Regions from separate parts of the Rattus norvegicus genome. Here regions 2 and 3 are each linked to region 1. Evidence: chromatin contacts called from public Hi-C data. All regions are on one chromosome and are shown on one strand. Each heading gives the region's core, a stretch centred on a gene start, on an enhancer-like site or on the middle of the called end of the contact. The rest is flanking DNA. Distances are from core to core; before and after follow the strand shown.

Region 1 (4,202 bases), core at 729-3,228:
CTGTATCTTGGGTATTCTGTACTTTTTTTGTTGTTTGTTTGTTTGTTTGTTTGTTTGTTTGTTTTGGCTAATGCCCACTTGTTTGTGAAAATATACCATGCATGTCCTTTTACCTCTAGTTCCATCTATTTGCCTGTAGAACTCAGAATGTCCTTGTTCTTAATAGCTGAGTAGTATTCCATTGTGTAAATGATCCACATTTTCTGTATCCATTCTTCTGTCATGGGACATCTGGGTTGTTTCTAGCTTCTGGCTATCACAAATAAGGCTGCTATGAACATAGTAGAACATGTGTCCCTGTGGCATGGTGGGGCATTTTTTGGTTATATTCCCAAGAGTGGTATTTCTGGATCTTTAGGTAGGTCTATTTCCAATTTTCTGAGGAACCTTCAAATTGATTTCCAGAGTGGTTGTACCAGTTTGCAATCCCACCAGCAATGGAGGAGTGTTCCTCTTTCTCCACATGCTTGCCAACATGTGTTGTCACCTGAGATTTTGATCTTAGCCATTCTGACTGGTGTGAGGTGGAATCTCAGGTTTTGATTTGCATTTCTATGATCACCAAGGACTTTGATTGTTTCTTCAGGTGCTTCTCAGCCATTGGAGATTCCTCTATTTCCAATTCTCTGTTCTGGCTTTGAACTCTGGCATTAGTTTTAGCTACCCAGTTCAGAGTGTTACCAGAGGAGTGAGGTCAAACACCATGCCCTGGTAGGTCTAAAATGCTAGGCTCAGCTGCCTCCTCAATACATCAATTCAAGAGACAACTAATAGTGAAAAGCTGGGAAAAGAGATTAATTCAATGGTCTCATTCAGAAGAGAAACTGGAAAAGAAATCTAGTAACCACACCTTCCCAAGTGCATCATGGGAAGGGCCCCATCATGAGGTCTGTATTTAAATAGAGGGTAAGAAGTGTGCATAACTTAACAGTTGGGGCAAAGACGTAGCTCCTTCTGTCTTTGTCTCTGTTCTCATGTCTCTTCTGCAAAGTGTTCTGACAAGTTATCAGAATTGTGTGACATCTCTTTCTGGTAGGCAAGTACCCCCTCTGGCTGACACCAGGCTCCCAGCATGAGATTTCTGGGGAAATACCAATTTCCGAGGTTCATCATCTTAATAGTCTTAATAGCCAAAAGAAGAGGCACCAGGAGTCCCTTCCTCTTGCCTGGAAGGTTGTAATTGTTTCCATCTCTGTGAAATGATCAGTGGAAGCAAACCACAGTGGACCTTCAGTGCCTGAACATCACAGCTGCTCTTTCCCTTTCGATGAGGATGGTTTTCGTTCATTTCATTGTATATCACCCTCAGGAAGAACATAGAGAGAGGGAAAAAACACAAAATGAAATCCAGTCCCTAAGGTAACCAGTACTTCTAATTGATATAGTATCATGTTGTACTCTGAAAACTTATCACTGTGGTTTCAATTCTTCTGCTATTAGTAAAGACTTGAACCTTAATCAATGCCCAGCACAGTGAAAGCTGTGAAGGGTCTCTGTACAACAGAGCTGTGGAGTTGAGAATGTTTGCCAGAGACTTGGGAAAACTTAGGTAAGCTGTTCTAAGCTGGTATCTCTTATGCTCATAGGTAATTAGAGGCAAAAGAATATGTTATGTGAGATAGTTGTGACAATTAGGACTACATTACTGCCAGATAGGTTGGTATTCTGTACCTAATTGGATCCAAGTGGCCAGACCCTGGCAACTACGGTTGCTCAAGTGTCAAGCAGGGTGGTACCTGTTTCAGCTACCCAATACAGCTCTTTGCAGAACAAAACAGCAACAGAATTACTCCAAACTCTTGCAGGAAGAATTAATGTTCACTGAAGTTCTAGTGAAGTTTTGAAATCACTGGATTATTTGTTTTTCTCACGTGAATGCTTTTGCGTAAGTCGAAACTTTGATAACTATCAACTGGATAGCAAACACAGAGAGGTGTTACACACAGCAGATGTTGAGACTTTGTATTTTCAGCTTTTTCTACTTACTCACGTGATGGGAACAAGAACCTGCTGCCTTCCAGTAGCCCTGAGAGCAGAGAGGGCTGACTCTGCAGGCCTTGGCCGAGAGAGAGAGAGAGAGAGAGAGAGAGAGAGAGAGAGAGAGAGAGAGAACGAAACAGAGACAGAGACACACAGAGAGAGACAGAGGCAGAGAGACAGAGAGAAACAGAGACAGAGACACAGAGATAGGGACAGAGAGAGAGTGAGACAGAGAGATCTGTAAGACAGACCCACCCTCACACTGAACTTCAACCTTGGCTCCTGACATTCATAGATCGCCAGTCAGAAAGTGAATGGTGAGCCAAGTGAACTATGCAATGTCACCCTTCTAAACTAGGCAGCATGACCATAAATTTGGTCAGCTTTTTAAATGAGAGCTGGAGGAATTATCTACGTATTTCCACATTCCATTCCATGTCCTGGAGGACATGGCTTGTCACTTGCTGTTAGTTTTCTGCAATTTCTTTTTGATGGCTTCTTCACCTATGTGTCTTACAATTCCTTGGCTTTGTTTTCATCAGTGTTGTGAAGTTTCATATCTCTTGCAAGTTGTACAATTTTAATTGACACAGTGTTTCGTTGGCACTGGAGGCCCATTCAATAAAAGCTATTTCCTCCTGGTGGAAAGAAATCTACCTCTGAGTGGAGACAGTGGTGTTCCATAAAGATTAATCCCATTGGGCAGGTCAGTCACCTGACCAAGGATAGGAGGAACAATTATCCCTTTAGATAAATGTCCCAGTGAAGGCTTCTATTGCTGTGATGAAACTCCATGACCAAAAGCAAGTTGGGGTTAAGGTTAGGGTTCGATTTACACATCCATGTTGCAATCCATCACTGAAGGAAGTCAATACAAGAACACGAACAGGACAAAAACCTGGAGGTAGAAGATTTTCTCATCATGGCTTCCTTAGCCTTCTTTCTTTTAGATCCCAGAACCAACTGCCCTGGCATGGCACCACCCACAAAGGCTGGGCCCTTCCCCATCAATCACTAATTAAGAAAATGTCCTACAGCCAGATGTTCTGTGGGTGTTTTCTTCATTGTAGGACCCTCCTTTCTGATAACTTAAGCTCGTGTCAAGTTGACATAAAACTGGCCAGAACAGAAATTTTGCCCCTGCAAGTCATTCCAGAGCCTTCCTCGGATTCTGTTAGGTCTGTCCCCCTTTCCAACTCAAAAAAGGATGATTAACCCTTTAAAAATTACATATTTTTCTATTTTTCAGATTAAGATGTAATTACATTATTCCCCTTCCTCTAACTGCTTCCCTTAACGCCTTTTTCTTTTTTCTTTAATTGTTGATATATGTATATATCACATAAATTCCTAAATATATAAAATATAACCTGCTTAGTTTATATAACTTTACTCGTGTATATGTGATTTCATGGCTGACCACTTGGAATTAGATAACCAGTTGGTTATATTTTTCTGGGAGACCATTTCTCCTGCTCTCAACATTCCTTAGTTGGTTGTGGCTCTTTGTGTAGGGTTGAGGCCCTGTGAGCTTTCTCCAGTTCACATGAGCATGTCTGTTATCTGTTGTGTCTGCCTTGCTCAGGTCCTGTTTAGGCAGCCATGTTGATGATCCTATATACATAGCTGTAGCTTCTAGGAGATGTAATCTCACAGCACACCTCCTGCTCCTCTGACTCTTACAGTCTGTAAGCTCTCTTCTGCTACAGTTCCTGAGCCTCTTTTGTTGTCTTTTGTGCCTTTGTTTAAGACACTGGCCAGAGGGGTTGGGGATTTAGCTCAGTGGTAGAGCGCTTGCCTAGGAAGCACAAGGCCCTGGGTTCGGTCCCCAGCTCCGAAAAAAAAAAAAAAAAAAAAAAAAAAAGACACTGGCCAGATGTTTTATCTGGTGCTCTGGGTTACTCCACTCTTTCTCTAAAGCTCCCTCCCTCCCTCCAAGCCATTCAAGTCAATTGTTTGCCGTCTGCTGCTGTGGATGTCCAGGCCTAACTCAGAAACCGAGGTTTTCTCTCCTTCTCTCCATCCTCCTTCTCCAGGCAGCTGCTGAGATTTACGGTCCCCTTGCTCTGTTTTGTTTTGTTTCTTTTATTCTTATTCTGAAATCTCAAGCCGAAGATGCAAAATTTAAAATGAAAGTAATATCGAAACATTCCACTTGAACTCTCTATAGAAGATGTAAAACAAGTTTGAAGCCTGGATCCCTTGGGGAGTCGTTTTTATAA
Region 2 (4,202 bases), core at 983-3,482, 200 kb before region 1:
GTTGTCACAGCTGAGTATACAGAATAATTACTGTACAAGTGACATTTCCAAACATTTAGAATGGCATCTGGTTTAGTGATGAGAAAACTGAGTGCTAAGTGGCCTTTTTGGTTGCCTTGATAAAACACCCTGACAAAACGACTGGGAGAGAAAGGTTTTAATCGGCTTTACATTTCCAGAGCCAAAGAGTCCATCGTTGGTGGTGGTGAAGACATGGCCACGGGAGCAGGAATTGAGCTGAATACATTGAAAACACACCCAGGAAACTGGGCTGATGTGTCCTGTTAACTTTGCTTACATAAATAGCTCTCAGCAGGGCTATCGCAGATGGGGGCACACTTAGTTCTTTCTTAGTTGTACTGGTGACAAACCGCCATAGAAGTGCTGGCAGGGTGTAGTGTGGTACCTGGAGAGGAGACAAGGTGTAGGTGTTGTGTTTTATGAAAAGATAAGGAGAGAAGGAATATGTTTGGTGGATGTGTAGTCAGGTGTGGGGGAAGGGGTGCCTCTGAGGGCCCATACTGAGGCATCCCTTACCCCCGCGGGATCAGCCACATGGCCATATTATAGTATAGAATAGAGTTTATTAAGGGCATGGGGGAGGGGAGTTGAGAGGGTAGTAGAGACGGAGAAAGGCAGAGAGAGAGAGAGAGACCGGTCATGTGGGAATGGGGAGGGAGGGGGAGCAGGAGTGAGGGGACAAAGCAGGAGGAAGAGTGCAAGAGATTGAGGAGGGGGCAGGCAGCCCCTTTTATAGTGAGTCAGGCACAGCTGACTGTTGCCTCCCATGTAGAGGGAGAGAAAGGAGGAAGACGTTCTGTTGATTGTTCTTAGGACTGCATGGATTTCATCATGAAGCTCTGCCAGGACCCAGGTACCTCTCAAAGGCTGCCATCTTCAAATATCTGTACACTGGGGGTCCAACAGGTGAAATGTGGAGGACACAAATACTCTGTCCACATCAGTTGATGTCTCTTGATGCTTTCTAAAACACCTGTTATTTCTAGGTGGTTGAGTGGCCCGGTTTCTCCCCAGTATTAGAGGCGTCTCTAGACATGATGATCCCCATACACCGATTCCTGTTTCACGCACACTCTCTTTATCATTCCCTTTCACAACTCCACTGCTCTGCTTTAGTTGTTAACATGGATGCTTCTGCTGTCTTCCCCTCACTTCTTGATCCTATTGCTATCCTCTTCCATTTTTATTTTTATTTTTTGTTAAATTAGTATGTACACTGAAAACAGCTTTCCCTTTAAGAATTACCACTATTTAATCTGTTTTGTAACAATGACTACAGCCAATTGGTTTTTACTATTAGGCCCAGGTTGATAGTGCTTGTCATTTTCATGTCTTATTATGTTATTCGGTATCTGAGGGGATGGGATTAGTGTATGTGTGTGTGTGTGTGTGTGTGTGTGTGTGCGCGCGTGTGTGTTTTGTTTGACAGGGTCTCATGTATCTCGGCCTGGCTTCAGACTTGATACGCAGCTAAGAATCATCTGGAATTCCCGATCCTTTTGCTTCCAAGTCCCAGATACTGGGATTCCAGACATGAGCCACTGCTCATGGTGCTGGCAATGGAAACCAAGGCTTTGTGCACACTAGGCAGGCACTCCACCAATTGAGCTACATCTCCAGCACATCGCTGATTGTTTTAAAAGTAGGATTTACAGGGAGATTTTGTAGATGAAATGTGTTTGACACTGAATTCCTCTCTTGCTGTGTTTACCGTGACTTTTGGTTGAATTCTGTCACACATTATATCTGGTTTTTAGGACATTAGCATGCATGTACATTCTCCAAGAGTGTGGTTCGCGTCTGTGTAAGACTTGAAGTCTCCAAACTCATTGAAATTCAGCACTTGTGCTGTGTTGCTAATGACGGCCTCATGCTCTAAAGACTTAAGATTCAAAACTCCGGGCCTGTAACATTCTCCTTACCCTGTGTCTAATCATTTAGAATCCCTCAGCTTTATCTGTTGTGTTTCCCACAATTGATGCATTTTCAATTTCTCATGCTGCCACAATCTGGTTTCTTTACTAGTTTTTCTATTATACTCTCAGTTTCGTGATTTTCGCTGCTGTGGTTTGAATTCCTAATGTCTTTCACTCGCTTTAACGCTTGGTCCCATCTGGTGGTGCTGTTTGGAAGGCTGGGAGGCCTTTAGAAGGTGGAGTCTCTGAAGGAGGTGGGTCCCTGGAGGACCTCCTTTTATGGTCTGGTATTGCTTTCTGATTGGCTAACACGTGAGCCTGTAGCTGGCACACATTTCCTGCTGCCAAGCAATGACTCACTCCGAGTCTTTCCTCCAGTGATCATTTGTATTCCTCCAGCCATCCGCAACCCTGGTAAAGTTGCTTCTCTGAGGAATCCTGTCAGAGTGACAAGACAGCACCAGTGCATGTCTCCTCTTCCCGTATTTTACTATCAGGTCAACTACCCGATGGAGAGCCTTTGCTCACAAGTTATGCTGAGTATTTCCTGTTCCATCTCAAGCTGCACCTAGGAGCAGGGTCCCCGGGGGCTCTACCCCTTCAGCCTTCCCTGCCTTCTCATCTCTTGGCTTCCAGCTGCTTCACCCCTCCCATTTCCAGCAGTGGCTTTTATAGGACTTTAGCGAGAGCAGGCGAGGAAATAGGTTATTTATTCCCTTAGTTTTCACTTGGTGTATTCTGGCTGTACTCCTCCAAAGGCCTTAGTTACACATCCATGATCATGGGCTGGTTTAGACAGTTCTGGAGGTGGCACCGGGACCTCGTGCCTATTACATGAGTGATCTACCACTACCTACTGGAAAGTGTGGATCTGCAGGCTGAAGCTGAGTGTTACACCTCAAGCTTCTATTCAGCTCTTTCACATCTTTACATCGTCCCTTTGCTCCAGGAAAACATTCATGTTGAGTAGAAAACAAAACAAAACAACAACAAAAAACAGTGTGTAATGCTTTTTTTTTTTTGGCTGGGAGTATGTTATTTCTCTAATGTCACTTGTCGAAATCTTGTTACCCTTTTTTTCCCGTGACCCTTGATTTCACACACCACCTCTGCTGTTGTTTATTTCATGGTTTAAAATCCATCCTTCTGCTAGCGTCACTTATTCTTGTCTGTTCCGAAGCAGGTATTTCCATCCTTGTAACTGTTGATGTGATTGTTTTTGCGTCTTCAACTTTGTATGTTCTTTGTGGGAATGGTTGTATCGGTTGCATGGTTAGTGTCGATAACAGTGTAAATATTGTTAATATAGAGACAGTAAATTACATTGGTTTAACGGAAAGAACGGACTATTTTAAGGTAGGAACGTGGTCCAAATCACACAGACTGCTTAAATATCCCAGTTATTATATTGTAGTGATGGTAAACTGGCTTTGACTGACATGGAGGTAGATGATAAAGGAAACTCAGAAATATCTCAACTCATTTATTTACTTAAGCAGTGTTTGTTGAATTTTTGTCCATCAGGAATTTTCCTAACCACTTTAAAGCATCTTCACTGACGTCCAGCAACAGGGATTTCTCTAATAGAGAATTAGAATTCATGATTAGCTATTTAATTAGCAATTTTATATTATTTGCTGTTATTGATTTCTCTGTGTATCCCTGACTGTCCCGGAACTCTCTCTGTAGACCAGGCTGGCCTTGAACTTAGAGATCAGAAATTTTATAATTAACCTTATGGATGGTTTTCAAGCGAGTATTACTCAATTCCAAGGCTTTATAATAAACTTCATAACAATGTAATAGTTTTCCACTTGTTGTAATATTAAAAAACAATCCATGCTATTGCCGGCTAGTCTCCAGTCTGCGGTCTACCGGCCCCCATGGCTAACCCCATGTAGCTTCCGCCCAACTTCTTGAAGTTCACAGCCACTGAAACTGCTCACATTCCTAGTCATCTATCCCCCGAGGCTGGCTGCTGCCAAACCCACTCAGCAATCTCAAATCTCAGCAATCTCAAATCTCCGTGGCTAGCTGGGGTCGCACTCTTGCAAACTTCATCATGGTTACCTTTCCCTGGAGCTCAGCTGAATAGCCTTGAAATGGAAATCAACAGACAATTTTAGTTTAGAATCAAGAGATAACACAATTGCTGAGCTCAGAATCTATCATCCTAAATTCACCAACTATTCTTTGTTAGAAATCTTCCGGTAAAGGACCCTGATGGATTCAGCCTCCAGAACTATCGGCTCTAGGCCTTCATCT
Region 3 (4,202 bases), core at 835-3,334, 140 kb after region 1:
GTTAAATGATGTGTGTGAGAGAAAGAGAATCGAGAGGGGGATAGGAGAGGGAGAGGGAGAGGGTGAAGGAGCTAAGAGGAGGGGGAGGGGAACAGAGAGGAGGAGGGGATCAGAGAAGGGGAGGGAAAAGAGAACAGAGAGGGAAAGAGAGAGGGGGAGGGAGAGGGAGAGGGAGAGGGAGAGGGAGAGGGAGAGGGAGAGGGAGAGGGAGAGGGAGAGGGAGAGGGAGAGGGAGAGGGAGAGGGAGAGGATCGAGTCTACTATGTAATGGTTGATAACTGTGCTGCACTATGGGGATGCTGCTCTGCACATTAAGCCAGGCTCTATGAGTCCTAAGTAAGCATCCATTCTTCAAGAATTAGCAAACCACACTTATCCACAGAAGTTTCTAGCTACAAGTGCTACAGAAGAAAACCTCAAAAGCACCATGTGAGAGTTGGGGATAGGGAGCATGCGGAAGCACAGCTTCCTCTGGGTAGTTCTGTGATGGATAGCATGGGGGGAACCAAGGACCAAGAAACCCTTACCTCCTGTCCCTGGAATTGCAAAGATCTGACATTCCCTCCATAAGGATGGGGGTGGGGCACAAGACCCCAGTGACCACTCACCAAAAGGTGATGGTGTTATTGTGTGTGTGTGTGGGGGGGTTTGTTATTGGAGAGTCCTCCACTTCGGTGTACACACTACCTACCGGCTTCCTAGGGGCTGCAGCAACTCTGCCTTCCGCCCCTCCCTGCAGACAGTAGCTACCTGAGAACCTTTAGCGCTGGCACAGAGCGACAGCGTGCCAAGAAATCGCTGGAGAGGATGGGGTAACCGTGTGGCTGAAGGTGTAGGAGCGCAGACTTGCCTGGCTCTCAGGTACCGAACTGTCTCAGCGGGATTAAAACTAAAACACAAGTTGGGCTTGAGTTGTCATCACATCTCCATTCAAAACACAAAGGGCAAAGTCAGTCTGCACTGGCTTGAGCAACGTCTGCTCACCTCTGTGCGCAGGCTGTTCGAATCTTCACAAGCGCCTGGCAAGCCAGGGCGGACTCAACTGGCTCTTGGAAGCTTCACAAGCGGCTGAGGCACTTGACTGGAGGCTGCAACCCTGGGCTGCAAGAGCAGCAGAAAGTCTCCCTCCATTTACCGCTCGCTACAAGTTCCCACTGTACCAACTACTTACCAATAGCGGCGACCAGCAGACGGACAGTACACACATGATCCCCATAAGCTGGATGGCCGTCTCCGTGGTGATCCGGCCCCACTGGGCGCTGGACTGCGAGGCGGCGGCTTTGGCCCGGCAGCGGGACACCAGGGCTTTGATGGTCGCCAGGTTGCAGGCAAAGGTCACCACCAGAGCCAGCAAGCCTAGACAGGCGAAGGCGGAGGCAAAGGCCACGCTGCCCGGCTCCCGCGCAGAGTCAGTCTCGTTGCCCGCCGGCCCGGTGCTGATGAAGCACCACGTGCCGGGCCACTGCACGCTGTAGCGGCCCACGCCCAGCACAGGCAGCAGCGCGAAGGCGAGCACAGACAGCCACACACCCAGCAGTACCGCGCGCGTGGCGCGAGTCTTCATGTGGCTGGCATACCAGTGCGGCGCACGGATAGCCAGGGCGCGCTCCACGGCCATGGCGCTGGCCACCAAGAGCGAGGACAGTCCGAACACTGTCATGGTCAGCCCGAAGAAGGTGCACAGGCGCCCCGATGGGTCGAGTTGCTCCCAGCGTCGCTGCGACAGGTACACGAGGATGACCACCGGACTGGTCAGGAGCTGCCCCACCAAGTCGGTGAGCGCCAGCCAGCCAATGCACAGCAGGAAAGACTTTTTGCGTTTGCTCTCCCGGCGTCTATAGCTGCGCGACACAAGCAACATGGCCAGCGCGTTGCCCACGAAGCCAGTGACCATCATGGTGATGGGGAAGGCCACGGACACAGAGCCGCAGCCGTCGGCAGCACTTGACTGGTTGCTGTGCGCTTCAACCGAGTGCTCCGGCGCCCACACGCCGGCCATAGTGGCGGGGCCGCGGTAGGGCGCACAGGGCCGGAGCCTCTGGGCTCAGCTGCGGGGTTGCAGCGGAGCGCGCTGGAGGACGGCGGGGCCCGGGGCTCTGCTCTCCATCGCCCGCCGCCGCCCGCGCTAGGCTGCGGGGACTGGACAGGCGTCGCCCGACGCCGCGCGAGGCTCCTCCCGCGCCTTGGAGCTCGAGGGGCGGTGCCGCGAGTGGGCAGGCAAAGGGCGGTGTCAGCCGGGATTACCTGGCGCCGCGCCCCCTAGGCTGCCTCTTCAACTCTGGGACTCTGTAAAGTGCTCAACAGCCTTTGGGTTACATGATACTGTAACATGTTACATGATACATGATAGGCGAAATCTGACATATTAGTATCTGCGTGAATCGCAATGCTGATTTCTTCTCATGTTTGGCTATCATTGAAGTTGATATATATATATATATATATATATATATATATATATATATATAATTTAGGAAATATATTTTTTACTTTATATATTTTTCTATATAGTATATAATTTAGATAGATAGATACCCACAGCTGGGAAAGAATAGAGATAAGCTTGTGTCTTGTCTTCCTCAAACTATTGCCTTATTTACTTTGGACTAATTCCAAACTCATATTGGTAAAGTATTTTTCTAGGATAATGTCAGTTTAAAAGTGCAAAACCAAAACCAAGTAAGCACACAGGTGAGAGCACATATCAAATTCACATTTTCACTGAGGCATTCCAGTGTAATGATATATTTAAATTTTAAGAGCATTTTGGAATTCATACATCAAAGAAAAATTCTTAGTTATATCAAAGAATTGTATATTTATTAACTGACTTATTTACATTATTGTCTCCCTCTCTATGTTCTACCCCAGTGTGTGTGTGTGTGTGTGTGTGTGTGTGTGTGTGTGTGTGTGTGTGTTATGTGAGTGTGAGTCTGAGCATATTTACATTGAGGTCAGACTTCAGCATCGGGTATCTTCCACTGTGACTCCCACCAGCCTGGTAAGGCCTCGCACACCCCAGCCCAGCAGCCAGCTTTATTTTACTCAGGTGTTGGGAATCCCAAATCAGGTCTTCCTTTGAGTGGCTAGCATTTCCCAGCGCCCTAACGCTTACTGAGAATGCCCACCATGAGAACTTGTGTTGACAAAGATGGTTAATCTCTTAACAAAGTTTCAGAAACCCTTCCCTTCTTGAGGCATTTTCCAGTCAGAGTTATCTACGTTTTAGCTGTTAAGCTTGCAAATAAGTAACTTGTAGGTTCTTCTGGTTGATTTCCTGTTGGTTCCTTTGCTATCTGCCTTAGTTCATCTGAAACAACACTCCCCTCTAGTGGCTAAAAGGCTAACATGCACTATTCTATATTAAAGAGTTTTTTGGTTTGGTTTTGTTTTGTTTTGTTTTGTTTCCTCCAAAAGGATGTCCCTACCCCCAACCCCTACCCCACCAGACCTCCCCACTCCCGGGGGGCCTCAAATCTTTTTCGAGGCATAAGTGCATCTTCTCTCACTGAATCAAGATCCGGCAGTCCTCTGCTGTACATGTTTTGGGGACCTCAGCTGCCTGGTTGGTGGCTTATTGTCTGAGAGATCTGTTCCTACAGGATCAACCTCCTCCTAAGCTTCTTCCAGCTTTCCCTCATTCAACCACAAGGGTTACCAGCTTCTGTCCATTGGTTGGGTTTAAATATCAGCTGCTGCTTGTTGGGCCTTTTGGAGGGTAGTCATGCTAGGCTCCTGTTTGTAAGCACACCACAGTATCAGTAATAGTGTCAGGCCTTGGAACTTCCCCTTGAGCTGGATCCCAATGTGTGCTGATCACTTCCTCTTCTCCATTTTTCACCTGCAGTTCTTTCAGACAGGAACAATTCTGGGTCAGAGTTTCTGACTGTGGAATGGCAACCCCATCCCTCCACTTGATGCCAGTCTTTCTACTGGAGGTGAACTCTACAAGTTCCCTCTCCCCACTGTAGGACATCTCATCTAAGGTCCTTCTCATTTCCTGGAGTTCACAAATTGGGCTGGAATAACTAGTCAGGGATCCTCAGGGATCCATGCCCCCATTGCTGGGATTACAAATCTAGATTACTAGATTAATCATTTCCACATAGGAATGAGCTTAGCCCTGTTCTTGCATCTCTGATTAACCAATAAACCAGTGGAGGCTGAAATCAAAGGAGCATATTTTCATATTTCAAAAACAT

The links. A called contact is a pair of places that touch in the nucleus more often than the background predicts.
Region 2: a contact with region 1 is called in a Hi-C map of liver, with 7 times the contacts expected there. The contact joins two enhancer-like sites. A contact is called at or near these places in 5 of 12 Hi-C or Micro-C datasets (the A7r5 cell line, the Rat2 cell line, kidney and 1 more) and 1 of 1 datasets of contacts at active chromatin or transcription factors (oligodendrocytes).
Region 3: a contact with region 1 is called in a Hi-C map of hepatocytes, with 5 times the contacts expected there. The contact joins the promoter of Ptger3 here to the enhancer-like site in region 1. A contact is called at or near these places in 12 of 12 Hi-C or Micro-C datasets (the A7r5 cell line, the Rat2 cell line, Schwann cells and 7 more) and 1 of 1 datasets of contacts at active chromatin or transcription factors (oligodendrocytes).

Annotation. Positions count from the first base shown.
Region 1 is chr2:249,403,042-249,407,243 of GRCr8, reverse strand. It overlaps a transcript of Ptger3 not described here. Among named protein-coding and RNA genes, the nearest start is that of Ptger3, 140 kb to the right of the region's middle. Within about 2 kb of position 1,978, at least 4 of the 93 cell types and tissues checked have an H3K27ac peak or open chromatin away from gene starts, as enhancers often do. A contact at or near this core is called in hepatocytes and liver, where this site is marked.
Region 2 is chr2:249,606,296-249,610,497 of GRCr8, reverse strand. No RefSeq gene overlaps it. Among named protein-coding and RNA genes, the nearest start is that of Cth, 53 kb to the left of the region's middle. Within about 2 kb of position 2,232, at least 28 of the 93 cell types and tissues checked have an H3K27ac peak or open chromatin away from gene starts, as enhancers often do. A contact at or near this core is called in liver, where this site is marked.
Region 3 is chr2:249,262,964-249,267,165 of GRCr8, reverse strand. It overlaps Ptger3 (prostaglandin E receptor 3), which reads right to left and starts at 2,084. Exons shown (of 3, transcript NM_012704.1): 1 at 1,172-2,084. The coding sequence starts at 1,999.